3 separate regions of the Mus musculus genome follow, and regions 2 and 3 are each linked to region 1. The links are chromatin contacts, called in public Hi-C maps. All regions are on one chromosome and are shown on one strand. Each heading gives the region's core, a stretch centred on a gene start, on an enhancer-like site or on the middle of the called end of the contact. The rest is flanking DNA. Distances are from core to core; before and after follow the strand shown. Region 1 has its middle 46 kb from the start of Mir5129. Region 2 overlaps Gtdc1 (glycosyltransferase-like domain containing 1). Region 3 has its middle 26 kb from the start of Gm39806.

Region 1 (2,700 bases), core at 154-2,653:
GTCAAAGTGGGAGAAATGACTGGAAAGGAAAAAGTGCTTGATCCTAATCTCAGTTAGATAGAAGTTCACCTTCCCTCAGAGTGTCTGCTGAAATACTGTGGATACGTGTGAGTACAACCTTACTAGGAAACAGGTCTTTGCAGATGTAGTCAAGATAAGCCGAGGCTACTGTAGTGCACTAATGCAATATGACACACTTACACAAGGAGGCTTTGACAAGACAGTGGCAGAAACTATAAAGATATGTCTCCAAAGCAAAGAGCACAATGATTGCCAGCTGTCCCCAGCAGCAAGGAGACAGAAACAAACACATTCTCCTTTAGGTTACTAGACGGAAACAATTCCGGGAATTTGTGTTTGTAGCCTCCAGAATTGCAAAAGATGATGTCTGAGTTGTTTTCAGCTACCCAGCTTTACAGCTCTTTGTTACTGAGTACTCAGAAGCCGCTGCACTCCCCAAACCAGCAATGGCAAGGCCTGACCATCCACTACAGGGAATGTCCAACGTAAGCATTCTCCAGGTGACTGCGCCTTTAATAAAACAAACAAGAGCAGGAATGTCCTTTCCAGTTTTGAAATACAAACCATAAGGATAAAGACAAACTGCCTGCTCATTTTTCCCCCAAAATATCTTTTTTTTCCCCCTACAAGGTAGACTTTTTAGTTAGGATAGTTAAGTTCTTGCTGAAAAGAGCACTGAGGTGCAGGAGTTTCTGACTGATCTCCTACAGAGAGCTTTCCTGTCTCTTGTCCCACATGGTGTCCCTTAGCACGAGGAGCACAGAGTGAGTCAGATAGTCCAGTTACAGGTCTGTGGCTTGTGTCAGTGGGAGAGGGGAATAAGAACAAGTAGCATGAATTGGGAAATCATGTCAGAGGGCAGACCAAGATAATGGAAGCCCCGGAAAACAAAGGAAACCATGGGGTATGGGAACCAAGACCTTGCTTCAGGTAGAAATATCAAAGGAGAACAATAGCATTTTAAAATCTTAATTAAAGACTTAAAAATCATGTGTGTGTGTGTGTGTGTGTGTGTGTGGTGGGGGTGGGGTGGGAGGAAGTGGGTGTCATCTAAAAATCCTTCTTTATTTTCTCCAACTAGAGTGTGGTCATAGAAATAAGGGAGCTATGTCCTCTCTTTAGATTCATCACTCTGGTATGATCTGAACCTTCTCCAAATCCATGTCTCCTTGAAATTGGCTAATAATTCCTGCAACATACTTAAGTCACTGAGACTTGGGGAGACTCTGGGGAGTTCTGTGGGTGAGGCATGCCGGGAGTGAGTCAACTGTGCGTGTTGTTAATATATTGCTCTTGCAGCCAGTGAGACCAGGTACTGCAAGGAGTTCTCAGGGGTCTGGGAGCTCTGTTCTGCCCCATTACTCCAGCCTGCCACTGCCAACCCACCCATGAGCAGACCACAAAAGGTGTAGGTGTGAAAGAGAGGGCTCAGTTCTCTGAACATGTCATCTCTTGGCTAGAAAAACAAACTCAATCCACGTCTCCTTCACAGAGAGGCGGGGTGCGGTCCTTCATGTTTTATTTCTAGAGGATAATATATCATCTTGAAAGCCAGGTTTAATGTGCTTTTTGGTCTAAACACTGTGGTATTTTTTATATGCCATTAGCGCATTATTACATGTTTCTAGCAATAACAGTCCCACCTAATGTATTTAATTTGTTTTGAAAATCATAGAGCATCTTTACACATAGAACAGACAGCTTTTAATCCCCTCGATGACTTCCTCTTTAAAAGTACTCTTAAATCTCTAACCACATTCCTCTTGGTTTCCCTCCTACACACTGACCAAGATTTGTTTTTTCACTCAACCCTTAAATGGTAGCATTTCCCAGAGCCCCCTGGGGATCTCTGCTCTCCTCATTCCCGTCCCCCTGCTTCAGTGTCTCTTTCAACACTCACTGCTTTAATTCCTGCTTGTGTAACAGAGGCTCAATATGTACCAACCAAGTCAGACTTCCTCTGAGGCACAGGCCTGCCTGCCTATAGGAACTCTGAGAGTCACAGCCCGAGGCTCTCAAAACAGCTTAGTACATTCAAACGGGAATTGCTGTATTCCACCCCTTCCCTCTATAAAACCTATGACATCCTTACTGATGCTCGTGGCTTAGCACTTGCTAAAGCATCCCGTGGGCCCCAAATTCTTTTCAGCTCTTGTTGGTTTTGTTTCTATCTGTTGCTTCTAAACTTCCTAAGCCTCTAAGTCCCTTCAGAATAAAATACGTTCTCTGTGTACCCACTCTTGTGAGCTAACATCACAAGGATATGGTTAATAAATTATAACATACATTTTGTGTGTGTGTGTGTGTGTGTGTGCACATATATGGACTATTATCAGACTTAAAGAAGAACAAAATTATGTCCTTTGTAGAGAAATATGTGGGACTAGCAGTCATCATGTTAAGTAAAATAAGCCAGACTTAGAAGGACAAATATTACACTTTCTTTCATATGTGGAATCTAGATTTTTTTTAAAAGACATGACTCCTCACCTGGGAAGGGACTTCTATTGCTACCAAGAGAAGGAAAGCCAGCTTTCTTCAATGTAATACCTGGTATACTGAACAAACTCTGGGGCAGGCATAGGAGGAATTGGCCAACACAATCTGGACTGACTCGCTGAGCCTTAAGGGATGAAGAGGGAGGCCAACACAAGAGAGTTACTGTCCCTGGAAGATAGA
Region 2 (2,700 bases), core at 149-2,648, 340 kb after region 1:
TATACCCAAGATGACCTTAAGAATAATCCCAGCAGCAGGGCGTGGTGGCACACGCCTCTAATCCCAGCACTCGGGAGGCAGAGGCAGGAAGATTTCTGAGTTCGAGGCCAGCCTGGTCTACAAAGTGAGTTCCAGGACAGCCAGGGCTGCACAGAGAAACCCTGTCTTGAAAAACCAAAAAAAAAAAAAAAAAAAAAAAAAGAAAAAAAAAAGGAATAATCCCAGCATTAGATAAGGTGTCAAAGAGCAAAAGAGCAAAGTGACCAGAAGACTGCACAAAGGCCCATAGTGCCGGTAGGAAACTAGGGGAAAAGAAGGAAAAAGAAGTATGACTTAAGAAAGTCTGCTTCCACTGAGAGAGGGAATTCTATCGTGGGAAGTTTACCTAGGGATTTTCCTAACTATTGAATTACTAGAGGAAACCTTGTATAAGCTAGAATTTAGTTACCTTAGAGAGCTTCTTTGTCAGGGCAGTAGAAATAAGTCATTCATGTTGGCAAAGATGCAAGGTAGATTTCATATTGTCAGACATTCATAAGGACTTTGAATTTCTGTGTGAAGACTATATCCTAAAGGAGTTTTATAAAATTGGGTAAGTGAATTGCTCATACAAGTAGGCAGTTAAATTAGCAAAGTATATAATCTAAAACACTTTGAAACTAAGAGAGAATGGGAATTCGAGACATAACCATTTAAGATAAATAATACTAGTCATATATATATACACTGCTCTAAGAGAGTCCATATAAACAAATGGTGAAAGAAAAGTTACCCCCAAAGTGGAGATTTGTAGAAATTACTCTTACAAATCATGGTGGAAAATAAAAACAAGTAGGAATAGGCTCGTAGGAACAAAACCATTGTTTCCTTAGGACAGCCTTATATCGGAGCCACTTAAAGGGAAGGAATCAGGAAACCAGCCTTCACAGTAGGAGAGGAGTCTCTTTCTCTGTCTTTACTAAGTTTGTCTCATCTCTAGCACCAGACACAGCTAATAAGGCCTGTCTGGTGGTCACAAATCTTATTTCAGTTTCAACATGCATTTCTTGGGCCTATGAATAGTTAGATGATATCTTCTTGTTAATTTTAACTGAAACTAATTTTTATGGATGATTATTTTTTATCACAAATCTGTCCTGTCCAAGGAAGATACTCTCTCTCAAGATTGCTGTCAGTATTTCATGTCACCTTTGAATGCTTACACCACAGAAGACAAATGTTGACTCTGATACCAAATTCTATCTATTAAAACAAACAAACAAACAAAAAGAAAGAAAGAAAAAGCAGTCTCAGCCATTGTAGTGCTATTTGGTGTCTCATTCTTCAAAGCACTTGTGCTGGGTGTGTGAGATTATGACTGGCTCATCTGTGACTAGACTCTGTTCAAACAACTTTCATGGACATGTGCCACCTATTTTACTAATATTTGCCCTTAGTCATCACCAGTGAAATAGAGCATGCCTCTATACCACAGCCAACCAATCAACCAAGAATAGGACTCTCTCCTTAATGCTGTGGCTTATAAACATACAGTTATAATTAGCATGCATTTCTTTTTGCTTGTGATTCTTCTATTTAGTAAAGATAGCATTGCAGGAGGTAAAGAGAGAATGTGTATACAATCAAATTCTGTGTCAAGAGGTTTGCTTTTATACTTTATAGATACATTAGAAAGTATATAAATCTGCTTACCATATAATTGATGTATTGGAGACATGTGGGTGAGCATGATCTTTTAATTATCTTTGCTATTTGCTTATGTGAGTAAATTCTAAAAATGTTAATTTGTAATTAATTTCTAACACATTGTTGGGCAACAGTGAATAGGGTTTTGGTTTTATTTTGTTGTTGTTGTTGTTTTTGTTGTTGTTGTTTGGTTTGGTTTAGTCTTTTGTAAATTACCCAAAGGCTTAGATTACTGTATGGTCTGTTTGTGTCTTACTGGTTAGTTTTAGAAGTTACTTATTTCTTATTCCTCTTTACTTTCTCCCTAAGTTGGTTTCAATTCAAGAATCCACAGAAACCACTTACGTGACCGTGCTTGATTTTTATGTCATCTGTATTTTCTGAACCATGTCTTCTTCTGTCACCTTTGCATGAGTCTTATGCTTTCTTTCATATTCCCTACTAATATTGTCTACTAACACAGACCCATGTAGAGTTTCTCCTTTGAAGTCATCATTTTCCCAAGGGCATGCCTCTTCACATCCCTCCCACCATCACTAGTATAGAACAGTTATCACCCATCTGCCTGCCCCATGCTTTTCACCCATGGTTCTTCAGGCCTCAAGTAGCATTTCTTAGAGTTTCCCGGGTCAACTATCAGTTCTGAAGATGCCATATTAGGGAGGTTTCTTGTTACATAGGGTGCTAAGTTTGGGAGAGTTTTTATTTATTATGATATGAGAGGTACTCAAATGAGAGGATAAATAGACATTTGTATAGTATTTGGTATTGTGCAACTGTAAAAGCCCTTCACTGGATGAATGTTGTGTAACCCTCATTTCCTAAACTTGTTTTCTTAAGAAACATTTTTGGAGCCGGGTGTGGCGGCGCATGCCTTTTATCCCAGCACTTGGGAGGCAGAGGCAGGCGGATTTCTGAGTTCGAGGCCAGCCTGGTCTACAGAGTGAGTTCCAGGACAGCCAGGGCTATACAGAGAAATCCTGTCTCGAAAAACTAAAAACCAAAAACTGAAAA
Region 3 (2,700 bases), core at 179-2,678, 450 kb after region 1:
CAAATAAAAACCTAAATATTGCTTATCCTTGCTCATCTGAAGAACTGCTTCTAAAGTTACTTTGTCAGTTGTCAGTTCTTCTATTTTTTGAGAGACTGTCATTCCTTTTAAATAACTTTTTAAATTCTCGGCTATGTATTATTATTTTGTTGTTGTTATACAAGGAGAAGAGTTTTCACATCATGAGAGAGGGAATAATTTGTATGAGCTCAGGTTTCACGTTAGCAGAAAAAGAGAAGCAATGCGTTGGTGGTGTTTTTATGACTTAGCTCCTCTGAGATATCAAAAGGCCACAACCATTGCTGAGATTTTAAGAATGGAATCCTGTCACTGCTGGGATCACACCTGCAGCCAACCCACACTAAAATCTTTATACATGTGTTTTTTTGTGGTACTGTGGATTAGACCCAGGCCTTCAAACATACTAAGCGCATACATACTGCTGAGGTAAAGCTCCGTCCCTCCATGTTGGCATTGATTTCATATTAAGGATAAATAACTTATGTAAAGTTATATGCTTACACTACTTTGAATTTCTTTACGTAAACAATGCCAGAATTTTATCTAAATCATATTTGGGGGATGGGGAGCAGTCTTACCTTGTAGTCCCTGGCTAACCTGGAACTCAGTACGAAGACCAGGCTGGCTTAACTCTGATCATTTGCCTCATATTGAGATTAGAGCTATTCACTACCATGGGCACTCAGAAGACTAGTGAATATGTTTTATAGGATATATATAGGTAGAGTTGTCGTCTTCTTCTTCTCCTTCTCCTTCTTCTTCTTCTCTATTCCCAGTATGACCCTCGAAAAGGAAAAAGATGAAGCCAGGCCTTGTTTACATAAGATAGCCAGAGCAATGTAGTGAGAGACCCAGTCTCAAAAACAAACAAAAAAGCAACAAAAGTTTATGAAAAAAGATGAAAAGACGTTAAAAGAATCTGTGGGAAGCAACAAGAGATGGGGGAGGTGTCAAATAACAAACAAATAACAAATTGACAGAAGGAAGGAATTTTTAAAAGTTAATAAAACAAAAATATATGATAAGGATGTCCAAAGAATTCTGGGATATGCAGCCTGTGTTCAAGGGGCTCTCCACTGTACCTGCTGGACAGGCTCCACTGCTCTGTCAGCTACAAGTGATTCTTCCATTTAGTCAGTGAAATCAGAGAACTTAAATAAATCATTGAAGACAGAAGGATTAGTAAAAGCTCGAAATGAAATCACACCCCAAATTATGTGTGCTGGGAAGGACTAGGCAGGCCATGCTGTCCCTCTGGGTGGAACAGAGAAGTCTGTCTTCTCCTTGGGCCCTTTCTTCTCCAGCTAATTACACAGCTGATTACTACCGAACAAAGGGAGACACAGAAGAGAAGGCTGACCAGGGTGAGCAGGGCCCGGCTGGGAGAAAGGAAGATGACTCATTGAAAAACCCTTTGTCCAGCCTGCTGCTGTGTCTGTGGTGACATCCTGGGCCTGGAAGAGTGGGGACTCCAGATGTGAGGAACTGAGGCGTTTTTTTTTTTTTTAGACCCAGGCAAGCCACAAAACAGCCATAAAAGCCCTTCAGATTTCTTTCTTCATTTTCTTTCACAAGACCTGGCCTGGTATGGCCTGGCCTTAGGGAGGGAGCCTCCCTCCAGAGCAGCTAACCAAGAGGCCAGGGGCTCTTCTGCCTGTGTGGCATGCTCAAGACTCCTTCTCTTTCTTATTAAGCCCCCAACCAATTTATAGTTTCCATTTTACTCAACAGAGAGCACTGGCAGGAGACAGAAGTGCAGAGAGCTAAGGATTGTGACTTTGAACCAGCGAAGGTGACTGTCTGCCATTTGCCAACAGTGAGGTAAAAAAAAAAGGGGGGGGGCAGATAGGTATTCTAAAACATTTTTTAAAAGTTTTAAAAAAATCAGGATCTTGTCCTTCTTAAGAAAATGCTCTGTACAGATTTTACTACATCAGAAAAAAATCATTCCCATTTTGTGATATTTTTGAGAAAGAAATAAAGGTCATTTGAAATTTCCCAATTCTATTTTGCTGTTGTCTTGAATAATTCTGGATAGAGCCATTGTTTAAACTTTTTCTATTCTAATCAAAGATGGGTTTGAGGCTTTTAAATAAGACCAAGGGTTAAAGAATGACTACTTAGCCTGCTAAATATTTCAGTGAGGGAGTGGGAGTCTCGGCCTTTTGAGTTCTCTTCCTCCTTTCAAGTGCCTAGGTTAAAAATTAAGCCCCTGCAGTGAAGGGCACCTGTATTTGTTTGCCCTGTTATGCTGCTATTCTGAGATGCTTTACAGCTGTCTAAATTAGCATAATTAAATCCACATCAATTAAAAGCCTCAATCACCCCTCTCCGCTTCACATGTAGATGGTGACATTTGTCTAAGGTGGTAAGTAACAAAGAGACTTTTTAACAGTTGAAGACCTGGCTGAAAAGGTGGTTGCTGGGATTGATCCATTGTAAAGGGTTTACCTTAATGCTCCGCAAGTGGTCAATGAGAGTTATTTGGTCAAAGTAGTGGAAGTTTGCATTTCAATGCTGCTGGCCGTTAAAGAAGTGCCTTTTACCACAGGCCTCGTGGGGCAGGGCTCTTTATCCTCCAGTAATGAGGAGAAACAAAGAGGCATTCTGACCTGGCCAGAGAACCCTTTACTTTTAAAGGAGGGGGAACCCTGTGACCTCAGGACCAAGGGAAGATTG

What was found. A called contact is a pair of places that touch in the nucleus more often than the background predicts.
Region 2: a Hi-C map of pancreatic cancer cells shows a contact between it and region 1, with 2.8 times the contacts expected there. The contact joins two enhancer-like sites. A contact is called at or near these places in 2 of 484 Hi-C or Micro-C datasets (cerebral cortex and pancreatic cancer cells).
Region 3: a Hi-C map of embryonic fibroblasts shows a contact between it and region 1, with 5 times the contacts expected there. The contact joins two enhancer-like sites. A contact is called at or near these places in 1 of 15 datasets of contacts at CTCF or cohesin (the NIH/3T3 cell line), 2 of 484 Hi-C or Micro-C datasets (embryonic fibroblasts and myocytes), 3 of 115 datasets of contacts at active chromatin or transcription factors (all in embryonic stem cells) and 1 of 9 other capture datasets (embryonic stem cells).

What each region holds. Positions count from the first base shown.
Region 1 is chr2:44,975,869-44,978,568 of GRCm38.p6, reverse strand. No RefSeq gene overlaps it. Among named protein-coding and RNA genes, the nearest start is that of Mir5129, 46 kb to the left of the region's middle. Within about 2 kb of position 1,403, at least 87 of the 459 cell types and tissues checked have an H3K27ac peak or open chromatin away from gene starts, as enhancers often do. A contact at or near this core is called in the NIH/3T3 cell line, embryonic fibroblasts and pancreatic cancer cells, where this site is marked.
Region 2 is chr2:44,640,814-44,643,513 of GRCm38.p6, reverse strand. All of the region lies in intron 5 of Gtdc1 (glycosyltransferase-like domain containing 1), which reads left to right. Among named protein-coding and RNA genes, the nearest start is that of Gm52509, 13 kb to the left of the region's middle. Within about 2 kb of position 1,398, at least 8 of the 459 cell types and tissues checked have an H3K27ac peak or open chromatin away from gene starts, as enhancers often do. A contact at or near this core is called in pancreatic cancer cells, where this site is marked.
Region 3 is chr2:44,525,254-44,527,953 of GRCm38.p6, reverse strand. No RefSeq gene overlaps it. Among named protein-coding and RNA genes, the nearest start is that of Gm39806, 26 kb to the right of the region's middle. Within about 2 kb of position 1,428, at least 140 of the 459 cell types and tissues checked have an H3K27ac peak or open chromatin away from gene starts, as enhancers often do. A contact at or near this core is called in the NIH/3T3 cell line and embryonic fibroblasts, where this site is marked.